Regions from separate parts of the Mus musculus genome. Here all the other regions are linked to region 1. A link is a contact called in public ChIA-PET and HiChIP or PLAC-seq data. All regions are on one chromosome and are shown on one strand. Each heading gives the region's core, a stretch centred on a gene start, on an enhancer-like site or on the middle of the called end of the contact. The rest is flanking DNA. Distances are from core to core; before and after follow the strand shown.

Region 1 (4,834 bases), core at 1,246-3,745:
TTCAAAGGCGACGAAACAATGAAACTGTGCTAATAACCAGAGGAAAGGGAGCTGGGCATGGTGGGTCATGCCTATAATCCCAGTACTTGGGAGGCTGAGGCAGGAGGATCTCAAGTTCCACTCTAGCCTGAGCTATATGGTTCCAGAGCAAAATCCTTTCTCAGAGGAAGAAGGAAGGGGGTGAGCTGTCTTCTTTGGGGATATCCTTTAGAGAAACCACTCTCAGCCCTAGAACTAAAGACAGGTTTCTGAGTCTAAAGCAGTCCCCCAAACTATTCTCAGCCCAAGCTGCCCCTTTCCCCAGGCTTCTGGGTCTCTCTAGCTGGCCACGCCTCCTCAGTCTATTAGTGTTCTAGCTGTACCAGATCCCTGTCCCTGCCCCTTTCCCCTTTCTTCCACCCTACCTCCCTCATTCAAGTACAGACTCTTACCCTGTACTGCTGCCAAAGTGATGTCATCCTGACCAGCAGTGGTTTGCACCTGTAATCGCCACACTCAGATGATGAGTTTGAGTCAAGTCTGGGCTATAATGTAAGAACTTGAATCAATCAATAAATAAAAGTTAAAATATCAATCCTACATGAATGCACACCCCAGCTCTTGAGTGCTCCCAAAAGCTTTCAAAATTATTGTTAAAAATAATAGTAAGTTCTACAAAATCCCAGAGGCCCCAGAAATCATGCGCTCTCCCCTTCACCCACATGAAGTCTTTTTGGCCAAGGCAGAGGAGGTGAGTAGACATTGAGAAGAAGGCAGACGGAAGGTAGAGGAAACTTCCTGATGACTGCAGAGATAGGAGAGGGCAGAGGGGCCTGTGGAGAGAGACTCAGGAGAAGCTGGGTCCTAGACACACTGATAACTGCATAGGGAGATGGCAGACCATGCTATCTAAAACACAAAGGCCTGGTCAGGCCAGCTGAACTCCTGAGCTGCCCTGCTGCCACCCCCCTTCCACAGTCCCCCTTCCCCTTCCCCTGCCCCCTGCCCAGCACAGCTCTCAGATCTTCTGTGTAAGTTGTATCTGTGGAACACCCCCAAGCTTGGACTGAGTCTAGCCCCTGCCTGTCCCTCAATCACCGTCTTTTCAACTGGCAGACTCAGGGTCCTCACTAAGAAGCAGAAATAATAAACACGATCACTGGCACCCCTCTGCCCGCAGACAAATGTGTTTTCACCCTGCTTTCACCCTGCTGCCTAAGCCTTGTCTTCTGACTTTCTCCTTGGACCTGAAGAGGGTGCTTTGATTTGGTGTGAATCTGCATGGAGCTCTTTGGTTTGGGTTCCCCACTTCCCACTTCCCACCATCTATAAAATCTCCATGGTAACTGAATGGGCCGGCCTCAGAATGGCTAAGTAGCTAAAGATCGCCTTGAATCCCTGATCCTCGGTCTCTGCCTCCCAAGGGCTGGCATCTTGGGCCTGCAGTCCTGCTCTGGGAAGTCTTTTCAACCTAAAAGGAAGGCTACCCCAACCTTCAGGAGTGGCCACCCGGAGCACCACACTTCTGCTCAGCGGCTGGCAGACTTCCTCCCCTGTGCCCAGTCTATTTCAGTTCTGCATTTAGAGATGTCAGACAGTGCTGACATTAAAACTATCCCCTGGGATGTTTCAGCTTGTCTAGGGCTCTGACCGCCCAGGCCTGCTCTTTCCTGCTCCCCACCCCCACCCTGCCCCCAGGGTATTTTCAGTCATCCCCAGGACTGCATCTGAAAAAGCAGCCAGCAGTCTGACCACCAGCTGACCTTCAGATGACCTTAGTCTTAAAGGTACCAGTGCCCTCCCTCCTCTTCCTCAAACCTGGACCCCCCCAGCCTGAAGGCCAACCAACCCTCCATACCCAAAAACCTTTGTGCATGGCTTTGTACCTTCTGGGATATTGCTCCCTGGTAGATGCAGATGCCAAGAGATAGAACAAGATTTTCCCTATAAGATCTAGCTGGGCAGTCCACTCCCCTCCACCTCCCTGCACCTTTTATAGTAGCGTGGTCTGTTTTATGGAGCAGATGTATCTCAGAACAGTGGGCTGTGGTTATGTACCGTACCAGTTTCCCCTGTCAACAGACCTGGGCTATAAGACAGGGTTTTTCAAGGCTCTTGTGAAGGGGGGGGGTTGGTAAAGTAGGAACCACAGTTATATCCCAAGGCAGAGTGAGCTGTGCATTCAAAGCTTGACTCCTTGGGTTGTTGTCTATAAAGGCCTTATAAAAAACATTGCTTCTAGTTACTCTGTGTAGACATATTAACTAATCAGAGACAAGGACTATATTTCATTTCGTGAACAGAACTAATCCTTACTTTATTGTCTTGTGTGTGACTTTTGATTCTGAACATAATAAATTCATGTCCAGTCTGTTGATTAAGCAAATCCCATGGAGAGGTCTATCAGCCTCAAGCCTGGGATATCCCAGTTACAAGCATTATTTTAAAGTAGGAAGAGCCTGAGGCTGAGGGTGGAGCACAGTGAAAGGGCTCGGGCCACACCATGCACCACACCCGCTCATCTTCAGGTTCTCTCTCTCTTGGATCAAACTGCCTGCCACATGCTATAGTTAATCTGTTAAGGAGAGAAGGAATTCATGCCTGCCAAGTGGAAGAGGAGAGTCACCGGGGAGCAGGGGCCTCACGGTCCATGGGTATTGTGGGGTATCATTCCTAAGGGGCACAGTGAGGGTACATCAGTAAACAGCTCAGAAGGCTGTTAGAGGCCCACAGCTAACTCGAGACCTTTGGGGTTCCTTCTCTATTTCAAAATGACTTGGTGTATCTTTTAAGGAAGGCCTTAGCTGCAGAATGAGGAACAAAAGCTGGCGGCCTAGACGCTAAGAATCCAGAGCCACGCCCCTCTGCTGGCAGGGAACTATGAACTAGGCCTTGATCTGAGCCTCATGTTCCATGTGACACACAGGTGCTTCTCTGCCATCATGATTGTCCTCTGGTTCATTCACTCCTTTGAGTTTAGCCAGTGAGAGCCCCAGCCAGGTGGTAAGACAGCGAGAGGAAGATAGTGAAGAAGCGGGGGTGGGTCCTCTGGCACTGGCTCCCTCCTGCTGGGAGTTCTCAGTGGGCTCCAGCACTATCCTTCTGCTGGGAGGTTCCAGGGGGGTAGGGGTAAACTGCTTCCCTCCGCTGTTAGCTCTAGAACTCTTCCTCTCTACCTACCAAACTCTCCCCAAATGCCAGTTTTATATGGCCATCTGCTTCCTGCTAGGACTATGACTAATGCCTATGACACCTTTCTTGACCACATTTTACATTTTAAAATAGTCGAAAAAGCACCACCTTTGGGATTGTTGGGAGAAAAGGGGGTACACCAAGCCCCACCTCTCACTGTTTCTACCTCCAAGCCCAAGCACACAGAAGGTATCTAACCTAGTTTTATTTCCTGTTGCTGTAATAACAAAAAGCAACTAAGGGGGTGGCGGGAGGAAAGGTTTGTTTTTGTTTTCACTCATAATTCCACATTACGGCCCTTTGTAACGGGGAGGTGAAAGTGGTAGCCAGGCAGAGGTGGCGGGTGCTGTTGGTCCCAGTGCTTGAGAGAGACAGAGGCAGGTAAATCTCTGAGTTCAAGGTTAGCATGGTCTACAAAGTGAGTTCAAGGACAGCCAGGGCTACACAGAGAAACCCTATCGTAAAAAAACCAAAACAAAACAAAAAGGCAATACTCCTCTCCTATTCCCTGCCCCCCCACACACACACACGCCATAGGCCAACCTGATCTAGACAATTCCTCACTGAGACTCTCTTCCCAGATAATTCTAGACTGTGTCAAGTTCACAATTAAAACTACAAATTCTTGCCTGTCATTCTGATTCCAGTGTGGTAACCCCACAGAATCAGGGGTTGCCAGGCTCCTCAGAATTACAGGAAGTACGGTAGACCGAGATGTAGTATGTAGACCCCGCTCCTGTGGGGAGGGGGGCCTCTTAGGCAGGTGAATATGTGCAACATCTCATGTGGAAGGGGACCTCTAGGCTCATTACTAAAGGACATTATTGTTCCTCCTGGCCCACAGTCAGTACACTGCCACCTAGAAGATCTTCCCACGTGTTGGTTTAGGCTTAGTGGGGTTTATTGGCTACACAGAGCCGGCCATTCACTATCCACTCTGCCTGGACATAGGGCCTTTTAAGCCCATCTTATGAAGACAGCATTTTATACTGTGCCTCCAAGAGACCCCTTTCTCTGGCCTGTTGGGACCCATATCTCCACCATCTCCTCTGCCTCTGTCTGCTGCCTGTGAAGACAGGCTGCTTCCTGCTGGCCCACATGGCATAACAATTGAAATTTATCTCATGGGAATTTGCTTCCCTTAGGAGGGCCCTTGTATCCTTTCTGGGTACTAGAAGTACAAAGCACTCAGAGCTGTCCCTGAGCCCCAGCTCCTGGGTAGTGAATCTATATTATAGTGTGGCCATAAGGCCTTTGCAAGGACATTTCTCTGTCAAATGGACCCAGCACCCACCTGGCATCTCTGCCTCCTGTCTCATCCCCATCTGTCTCATCAGTTGGCCTTGTATATGTGCATATTCATTGCATACATAAATAAATAAGTGGATCTTGTTGCTCTGACTGAGTACCACAAACAGGGTCACTTTTAAAGATTAAAGTCCAGGCATGTAGCTTGAAGGTAAAGCAAATGCCTAGCATGAGCAAGGTCCTAGCCAGACACCCGTGAATAGAGGCATACAGCTTATTTGGCTCACAGTTCTGGATGTAGGATCCTAGGAGCAATGTGCTGACTTCTATCTAGGGAGGACCTTCTTGCTGTATCATAACATGGCATGGGGTATCATATGGCCAGACAGCAAGGGTGAGCTGAGATTGCTTTTCC
Region 2 (4,834 bases), core at 589-3,088, 300 kb after region 1:
AAAATGTTAGCATTGACAGCAGCCCACAATTGTAACTCCAGTTTCAGGAGATCTGGCGCTCTCTTCTAGCCTCTGTGAGTAATAGGCACACACATGGTATCCAGCCATACATACAGGCAAATACCCATACACAAAAAATAAATAAAATAAACATTTTAAAAAAACAAAAACTAAAAACAAGATGAATTTATAATACTGAAAATATAAGAAATTAAAGAGCAGTAAATTATTAGTTTTGATGTAATGGTAATTTCTGGACTTCTGATGGGGTTAAAATATTAAATATAAAGCCTGGTATGGTGGACCCTTTTTAAGCCCAGCACTCAGGAGGCAGAGGCGGGTGGATTTCTTTGGGTTCAAGGCCAGCCTGGTCTATTCAGCAAGTTCCAGGCCAGCCAAGAGTATATAGTGAAAACCCGTCTCAAAAATAAGTTAAATATAAAAATGGAAGACATAACATTCTCTATATCACTGATTTTAAATATAATTTTAATTTAATCACATATATATATATATAATATATAATGATTTTAATTATATTTTACGTATAGCTATTTTAATTTTATTTAGAAATTAGGAAGGAAATCTGCTTGACTGATAAGCTTTTTTGCAAAGCTGTCTATTTTTTTTTTTTTTGTAATGACTGCCTATATTTTCTCATTCCCTATTATCATAGTAATCAGAAAACAGTAACTTACTTACAAAACGGCCATTTAGAAACAGTATCTTACCGGAGGAGGAAGTTTCCCTTCAGTTAAAAGCAAAGTATCCCCAGAACGTATCATAAGCTCTTTCAGTGTTGCATCCTGGGAACACAGAAATTCTTTTTGTCACTTCTGAAATGAACAAAGAGACCATTGGATCTTTAAAAGTTTTATACTTCTATTATCTTCTCAAGAGATAAACAACCAAGCAGACACTGAAGACAAAGGAGATAAAACTAAGACTATGAATCAGAATACCATTATGTCTTAAGCTATGGGCACAGAACAGAAGAGCCACAAAGGATCTGAGGAAAGAGACAACAATTTGTGGAATGTAAGATGTCAGTGATTCTTGGAAAAAATGGCTGGGTTTGGAAACTAGAGGAAATAAGATAAAGAACTTTGTCAGGGGATAGGAGTTGGGGGTGGAGATAAAAAGAGGAACAAAGGGAAAGTCAGGGCTGACAACAGTCAAGAGCTGAGAGGCAGGAAGGCCCGAGTGCACAGCATCGGGTGGCAGGCAGCTGGACGTGAAGCACGGCAGAGAGTGAGCACTGCCTGGGGTGCAGGACAGAAATGACCACTGAAGATGGTTTGGGCTATGTATGAGGGGCTATGTGGGGACCACTTGCCAGGCCAGGAAAGCTGAGAAGTAATTTAGTTCAGAGGAAACAGCTCTCAAGGTCAAGCAGTGCGTGGTACTCTGGCAGTAGAAAGGGGCAAGGAGAGTAGAAAGGCCAGGACCAAATCTAAGAAAGACAAAGAAGAGACTGCCAAGTTTGAAAGGGACTTCAGCTTTGAAAACTATGAGCTTTGAGATGAACTGTCTAATACTGATTTGGGGACTGATTATGAAGAAAATACCCAGGCATGGTGGTGGATGCCTGTAATCCCAGCACTTGAAAGGCAGAGACAGGAGGGAGGAAGTCTGAGGCCAGCATCAGTTTGTTGTAATAGCCTGTCTCTGGAAAAACAGACAGTTGTGGGGCAAGTTGTGTCACCAGACAAAAATTGGAATGGTTGAGCAGATTCAGAAATCCTTACTTCTCGTATCTGAGAATGGTATACACGCCATTTACTCTCAAACCTGGCTACTGTACTGGAACATGTGACCGTGACACCGCACATGAGGATTGTGACCACTAGTCACTTAGCACAGAACAGAGTTCTCCATGCTAATGAGTTATCTAGATGGGCCAGCCAATAAGCTTCCCCTCCCAGACACCCCCTTTAATCTCTGGCCCACCCTGACTAAGTCATAGGGACCAATTTTCCAAGATGAACAATGAATAAACAGTTTGGAAAAAGACTGCCTCTCTCATCAAGAACTGCTGTGGGGGAAGCCTTCATCATACAGAACCATGCTGCTTAAGTCTCCTGCAGAAGGCTCCTTCTGCCCTTCGGACACAAAACTCACCCCTGAGCTAAGCTGGAGTTTTCCCCACTCCCATGGCCAGCCTGGGTGGCCCCCTCATTCCCAACTCTATATGGTTCCTAGTGGTGACTGGACACTGGGAGTTTGTGAAACCCTGCCTTCTTCACCTCAGCCTGTGCTGTTTCTCACTTGGGCCCCACATCTTAAGCTGCCTTCTGCCTTCTGCTTCCCCCAATGTAGCCTAGTTCCCTCCTGTTTTGTCTGCCGGAGTGGTATTTACAGACCCCAACTGTGGGGTAGAACTCGGACCCACAGACTACTAAGAGGCTACCTAATTTTAACACCTCAGAATTCTCTGAGACCTGCTTCTTACTCTCTTGGGTGCTCAGTGGACTTTACTGACTGGTAAAGTGTCTCAGTGCAAGCCCAGTTGTGCCTTTTTAAAAACATAAACCACTGCTGATCCCTAGACAGACAGGGGGAAGGCACACAGGGCCAGTGTGCTGACTCCAAGACAGCAGGAATGTAGGCGGGGAAGAGTGCTGACCACAGCTATCTAAGATGCCAGAGCTTCATTTGGCTACCTGCTGAGTGTAGATAAGGAGGTCTGATGCAATTTAAGACCAACCAACAGACTACATGGATTCCAACTGCTTAGACAGAATCTTTCCTGCTGCTGGACCATGTAGAGACATTTACTTACAGAAACATTTGTGATCAAAGTATTTGGAGGTTGGAGTTCAAATGTCTTCAAAAGCTTTCCGGCATCCTTGTGCCATCTGCTCTCTGAAATTCTCTGCTTGTTGAACTACTACTCAAGCTTTCCTGCCCACCAGAGGGGTTTGCCACTCATGTCAGACTGTTCCTACCTAGCCCACACTTGCCATTTATCAGAAAACCAGTGGGAAAAAGTGAACATAAATAGACACATTTATAGAGTTTTTTTGTATGCTAAGAAAGAATAAAACTTTTCTTTATTTTAGAATTGCTCCTACAATGGGAAGAGGGAATTGTGTATGAAACTATGGAATAAGCTTAACCATTTTTTAAGAGTAAAATGTAGAAGGGATGGGCTGGCAAGATGGCTCAGTGGGTAGGGGAGCTTGCTACCAAGCCAGGAGAACTTGGACCCACAACATAAAGGCAGAATGAGAGAACTGACTGCATGAAGTTGTCCTTTAGACACCACATGCCTGCTAGGCACATGTGGCATGTTCCCCCTCCCCATCACACACACAATATAGTAATAAGGTAAAATATTTGGAAAACGTAGAGAAAGGCTCTTACCTCTTCACATAAAGGTTCACCAGCTTCATAGCACCAATCCATTTTCCTTAAGTGCCAAATCTCTCCTAGGAAGGAATTAGCAGCAAGATGAAGAACACTAGAGAAGACACTATAAGAGTTTGCCAGGAACCAACTCCTAGAGACACAGGTATGAAGTGAGGCTCCATCTAGTAGCACACGGTCATTTCTGTCTGAAAATTATGTCCTCCACAATATGAAAAATATTAAGTTGGTTCTTCAATCTGTTTAGTTTGCTTTTTTCCCAGCAAAAACTTGTGAAGCAAAACCATATACTCACTGGGGATGTAGCCCAGGAGCAATACCTACCTGTTTTGAGCAAGCTCCTGAGTCCACACACACAGCCTAGCTGAGCACAACTGAAAAGAACATGCAACCATAGTGCACGTGCTGCTATGCTACACCGGTTACTTGGTAGCTTTGTAACATGTATACGAGATTACACATAACACACACACACACACACACGCACGCACACACGCACGCACGCACGCACGCGTGCACACACACACAAACACACACACTTCTAAGTATAGAATCTCTTCTAAAAGCTCTAGGAAATTGAATTTGATTTTGCTACCGCACCTGAGAAATTTCTAGGGTTTTCAAGGACTTAGCAATTAATCTAACAAAAGTAGACAGTACTTCCTGAGAGGCATGTTCATGAAGTGGGTGTGAGTTAAACACATTTTGACTTAGAGTTTGATTAGAGTCTTGTTTTTCAGTAGACTGACTACCCTGTTAAAATGACAGATGCTTTTTAAAAAAATTTTTGTGTGTGTGTGTGTGTGAGGAAAATGTCGAATGGGGCAAGTTGGTTATTAAAAGAATAACAATGTTGATAAATATACCTAACAGGAAAGGTATACTGATTTTTTTTTTTTTTTTTTTTTGGTTTTAAGGCATTTATTTTGAAAGGCAGAGAGAGGGAGAGAGTAAAGAAGCAGAGGGCGGCCATGGCCACGTGGAGAGAGGAGGAAGGGAAGGTGGAGAGAAGGGGAGCAAGAGGGCAAGAGTAAGAAAAGAGAATAAGAGGTAAGAGAGTAAGAGAGGTATACTGATTTCTTATATTTACCTTCAGGTAAATAAGAAAGCTTTAACTTTGATTCTGTACAGTACCCTTCTTTCTAAGAACCTGGTTAGCTGTTAGTTCTGGTTTAAACACATTAAGATTTGTCAGCTATCGGGCTGGAGAGATAGCTGAGCTGTTAAGGGCACTGACTGCTCTTCCAGGGGTCCTGAGTTCAATTCCCAGCAACCACATGATGGCTCACAACCATCTGTAAAATGGGATCCAATGCCCTCTTCTGGTGAGTCTGAGAACAGCTACAGTGTACTCACATACATAAAGTAAGTAAATAAATCTTTAAACAAAAACAAACAAATAAACAAAAAGATCTGTCAACTATCTTCCTTCTTCCTTTTTCTTTTTAGGGGTTAGTGGGGCAGG
Region 3 (4,834 bases), core at 1,682-4,181, 280 kb before region 1:
AGAGAAAAGTTTCCTTAATTAAGAGTGCAGACCACACACATCCTCCACCTGTTCTCTGTAGGCCTTAAAAAAACCTTACGTATTTAGAAGGGAGCAGATCTGGGTGTGGTAATGTACGCCTGCAATCCCAGCATTTGGTGATTGCTGTCAGGAGGCTCAGTAGTTCAGGCCCAAATTTTAGTTATATTGACAGTTTAAGGCTAGCCTGAGCTACATTAGGCACCCTCTAGAGCAACAACAACTAACCTGTGGCCCCCGCCTAACAAATACAGTACCCCAGAGCAACAACAGGTAGAAGGAACAAGTGAGGGGTCGATGAGTTGTCTTTTTGTTTGTTTGTTTCTTTGAAGTTAGAGTTTTTGTAACCAGAGCTTGCATAAAGCCCATATGTTGTGACATACAAGTAAATTAGTGTGCTAATGTTGAAGGGTACAGAACTTGTCAAATGGATGCTCTTACCTTTGTGAAAATACTTGGAATGCCATAGTCACAATGGCCTGTAATACTTGTGTCTTTGGGTTTTTACTTAATTTTACCTCTCAGGTTAAATATTGATTACTGTGACTTTTCTTTGGATTGTAGAATCTCTTTCCAACTCAAGGAAAAACTCATATGCAAATCTATTGGTTTCTAGACTTAAAGATATCCTGACCTCGTAATGTTTAAGAGAACAAGGGGCTATGTACTATTGCATTATCTTTCTTTTTTATGTCGTCTGGATGTTAGAAAGAATACATATACTGTCAATTGTACCAGTGGCATTGTTAGGAAGCATATTTTCTCCTTAAAGAATAGGGTAAGCTTTCAGGTAATAGTACAATTCTTCAAGTTGAATAGGCTGATTACATGTTTTTCTGCTTGTTCTTGTGCATGTGAACCACATTTATAGATGACTTAAATGTGGAAAAATCTAGAATCTGGTTTCTCTAATGCTGACTTAGCAGTAAAGCTTCCACCACACAAGCAGGGCTGGAGGTAGTCAGAATTGCAAAACCCAAAATCCATTATATGTATTTTTCTTGATCTCTCCCCCCACCCCCCACCCCCCAGTCTTCCAAGACTTAATGGTTTTGGTCAAGACTAAAATGTTTTTCTCAAAGTGGTTCTACAGAATAGGTTTTCTGGAGTTTACCCCCCCCCCCCCCAAGGGTTTCTCTGTGTAGCCTCTGTGGCTGTCCTGGAACTTACTCTGTAGACTGGGCTGACTGAACCTCAAGAAGTTCACTTGCCTCTGCTTCCCAAGTGCTGGAATAAATACTATTTTTAAAAATTACATTTATGTGTGGGAATGTGTATTTGTGTTCAGGTGGTGTAAGAGACCAGAAGAAGGTACTGGATCCTCTGTAGTTGGAATTAAACAGTTGTAGCCACGTGGTGTGGATACTGGGTGCCAAACTCAGTCCATTCAGTTAACTGCTGGACCATCTATCTAGTCTGGACAAAATTAATCTTGAAAAAGGAGAGGATTTGTTCCTTATCCTAAAGTCACTGTTGTGGAGGAATATTTTCGCGTTAGAGTAGTTACTATTAAATTATTTTAGGATTTTAAATAAAATGTATACATATTCTGAATGTAGGGCAGAGGGAGAAAGCTACTTAAACTGTAAGTTGACTTTAGGTTGACTTAAAAGTAATGAACCTGGAAGATAACTTTGTGATTGTTAGAGTTAAACTGTAGTTTTCACTTTTATTTTATAGACAAAGTGGATACTAGTCTAGTCAAGAGAATATCCTAATATATATTATATAATTTTTTTCAGTATTTTGTAAGAGTCATGGAAGTATTCCTGTAATCTGAGTCAGTTCCTGATAGGTTATGATGAAGTGCATGGGTACTTGAATTCACTTGCTTCATTGGATGTTTCATTCAGAATATATTATTTTCGGGTTAGAGGTGTATTTTTTGTGGTAGAGCTTTTGCCTAGCATTTGCATTGTGCTCTGTTTGGTACCTAGCACCATACACAAAATAAAGCTTTATCATTTTCTTCTGATCATTTTGATCTATGGGAGAAGTTAAGTTTGGGATAGCTGCTAAGGTATTTTTTGTTATAAATGCACCCCAAACTCCCATGCCTCCTCTAGTTTCTTCATTTGTGTCAGTACTGTTCACATGTTCATTGAGTAAACTACAGAATGTCCAAAGCTGAAAGTGCGTGCTACATACATATCTGCATGTGTCTCAGTCACTCTTAGCTGTGCAGCAGTATGGACAACATCACAATATCACCCCCCCCCCCCACTTGAGTATGCTTTTGTCATTCAGTAGCACAGGTCTGAGTTAACATTAGTGCCTTAGTTATGTGGATTTGTATTGTTCTGGGATGTTTCATCAGAATTTATTTAGCCAACTATTATTAGGTTGTTTCTAGTGTTTTGAAATTCAAGTGTTCGTTTTCATACAAATATGTGTCATGCCTTATTTAACAAGACGCGAGCCTCATTAGGTTATTTTATTTTCATTGATATATGAACATTATAATTTACACAGGCTTATATGGTTTAGGTTATTTACTTGGTTTGGCCTCCAGATACAGTTAAAAGACAATGATTACAAGATATATGCTGTTGCTTGTGGTATAAATGGGATATTGTTTTATAGTAAATTTAAAATAAGTACACTTGAAAATATAATATATCCTCAAATAAATAACTTTTCATTGTCACAATCACATACTGTGTACTACATGCTGGCAAATATGCCATGTTTTTAAGTGACTGGCAGTTCAGTAGATTTCTTTAGACCAGCACCATCACAAATAAGTCTCTAGTTACTTCAGAGTTTTCAACTCCATTATAATGTGGTTGAACAGTGAGTGGTTATAGTAAGTCTTATCACTGGTTGAAACTGTATGCATTGCATGATGGTTTACATACTTGTGAGTGCCTCCCTCTCCTTCCCTTTTGTTCTTTTTTTCTTCTTTCCCTTTCGGTCCTTTTCATCTTTCTTAGGCTTTTTGAGTCATTCTTGATGTAACACAAGCTGGCTTTGAGCTGTCAGTTCTCTGTTTCAGCCCCAAATGCTGAGATTATAGGCATGTTCCACCCCACTTGACTCTGTAAAAATGTTTCTACTGGGATAGATTCTGAGCAGAGTCACAGGTTGATAGTTAACCAGATGGCCTTCATTAGAAGCCTGCTAACATTTGATTTGCAAAGCTTTTAAGTCCCTATACTCCAACTACTCTGCGGAATGACTTTAGTGTTGCTAATTTTCCTTACCTCAGTGAAGGATTCTTTTTATCCTGTAAGAATATAGTTCGCAGTCCTACAGTTGTTCAGTTCACTTCTGCTATCTTTTTTCTGGAATTGGATAAAGGAATTTTATCGTGATTGACACTTCCTACTAGAGTTTCTCTCTAGAAGTTCCCCATAGTAAGATTTCCCCAGTAGTTATTGAAAACAATCCATGAAAACATTCAATTTATAATGGTGTACTAGCCTTGGTAGACGCCACTGTGGACCTCGTCACTGATGAGTTTCCTGTTGGTGCTGTGTATTGTTCAGGACTGGGATTCCTTCACGAGTGGTTGGTTTATTTTTTTCATACCCCAGTTCAGTTCTATCAGAGCCATTATGTCTTGCTAAATACTTAAATGTGGCCGTCTTGAAGTGTACAGAGAGATAGAACTTCATAGAGATTAACCTTCAGTGTTGAACATACTTGTTGGATGTTGGTTTCTAACTATTTCCCCTCCCCCTGTTTTCTTATTTTCAGGCAGAGGTAGAGGTGAATGTGGTTTCTACCAAAGAAGTTTTGATGAAGTAGAGGGTGTGTTTGGGCGAGGAGGTGGCAGGGAAATGCATAGATCACAGAGCTGGGAAGAAAGGTAACTAAAGTGTTGAGATTGTAATGTAATTAAGCATTTGCTGGTCTATAAAACTCACCCTAGTGGTATTCTATAGGACTTGCCTGTGTGCCAGTTATTTGACAGGCTGAGGAAGGAGATTCTGGAGTACTGGCTATCCTGCACAATTTAGCAAACTTCTGAACTCAAAATAAAAATGGAAAAAAATGGCTAGGATTCTAACCCATTGGTAGCTCTCTAGGGAGGTTCAGCCCTCAGTACTCCAAACAAAACAAAGCACACCGCGTTCCTTTCATGAGTGGTACAGGGTTGCGTGTTCCTGTGATCCTAACACTTGGGAGGCCAAGACAGAAGAATCATGAGTTCCAGACCAAAATGGGCTGCATGGTGTGACCTAGAGAATCACAGAAGTTGGGTGGGAGTGTTGTCTCCTCTCTAGCCCCTGGCCTTCCCTCAAGAAAGAACATTTTGAAAACACAGAACTTATCCCTTTTCTGCTTTTCCTGAAATTTCTGTACAATAAAACATAATATATAATTCTTACAGTTAAGGATGAGCCTTGATCTCAAAATAAGGGTAGAAGGGTTAAGGTTGTAACAGTGGTGGCTGTCTTGCTCAGCACCCTGAGGTTTAGTACTCAGAACCACAAATGTGGGAAAATATTGCCAAGGTAGTATATATAACATGGTCTGTAATGTTTCCAGGTAAAATAATAATATTCTAGTCATTGGGAGCTAAGGTTTGGTAGGTGGCCAGGTGGAATTTTTGTTCTCATCATTGCTTTCCTATATTTTCTAAATACTAACTGGCAGATCTGCTGCTAAAGGGACTGCAGGAAAGGAGTATCATGATAGGAAATCTATGTTGTTTTTAAGGTGTTTTTGAAATTTATTTTGTCTTTTTAGGGGTGACAGGCGCTTTGAAAAACCAGGAAGAAAAGATGTAGGTAAGGATCTTACTGTTTTGAAATACCTCCTGCACTCTCCTGGTATTGGTGCTAACAAGGCCCATTGGGAAGGATCATTA

The links. ChIA-PET counts read pairs in DNA pulled down with a chosen protein or histone mark. HiChIP or PLAC-seq counts read pairs in DNA pulled down with a chosen protein or histone mark.
Region 2: an H3K27ac HiChIP or PLAC-seq map of microglia shows a contact between it and region 1, with 4 times the contacts expected there. The contact joins two enhancer-like sites. A contact is called at or near these places in 2 of 115 datasets of contacts at active chromatin or transcription factors (the 230-238 cell line and microglia) and 1 of 9 other capture datasets (adipose tissue).
Region 3: an RNA polymerase II ChIA-PET map of memory CD8 T cells shows a contact between it and region 1, with 10 read pairs. The contact joins two enhancer-like sites. A contact is called at or near these places in 3 of 115 datasets of contacts at active chromatin or transcription factors (embryonic stem cells, large pre-B cells and memory CD8 T cells) and 1 of 9 other capture datasets (liver).

The regions. Positions count from the first base shown.
Region 1 is chr1:87,656,651-87,661,484 of GRCm38.p6, forward strand. All of the region lies in intron 2 of Inpp5d (inositol polyphosphate-5-phosphatase D), which reads left to right. Among named protein-coding and RNA genes, the nearest start is that of Inpp5d, 39 kb to the left of the region's middle. Within about 2 kb of position 2,496, at least 120 of the 459 cell types and tissues checked have an H3K27ac peak or open chromatin away from gene starts, as enhancers often do. A contact at or near this core is called in adipose tissue, memory CD8 T cells and microglia, where this site is marked.
Region 2 is chr1:87,959,058-87,963,891 of GRCm38.p6, forward strand. Usp40 (ubiquitin specific peptidase 40) reads right to left here. Exons shown (of 32, transcript NM_001198573.1): 23 at 3,367-3,431; 24 at 732-806. Among named protein-coding and RNA genes, the nearest start is that of Usp40, 47 kb to the right of the region's middle. Within about 2 kb of position 1,839, at least 104 of the 459 cell types and tissues checked have an H3K27ac peak or open chromatin away from gene starts, as enhancers often do. A contact at or near this core is called in adipose tissue and microglia, where this site is marked.
Region 3 is chr1:87,375,255-87,380,088 of GRCm38.p6, forward strand. It overlaps Gigyf2 (GRB10 interacting GYF protein 2), which reads left to right. Exons shown (of 29, transcript NM_146112.4): 7 at 3,718-3,829; 8 at 4,714-4,754. Among named protein-coding and RNA genes, the nearest start is that of Kcnj13, 17 kb to the right of the region's middle. Within about 2 kb of position 2,932, at least 15 of the 459 cell types and tissues checked have an H3K27ac peak or open chromatin away from gene starts, as enhancers often do. A contact at or near this core is called in memory CD8 T cells, where this site is marked.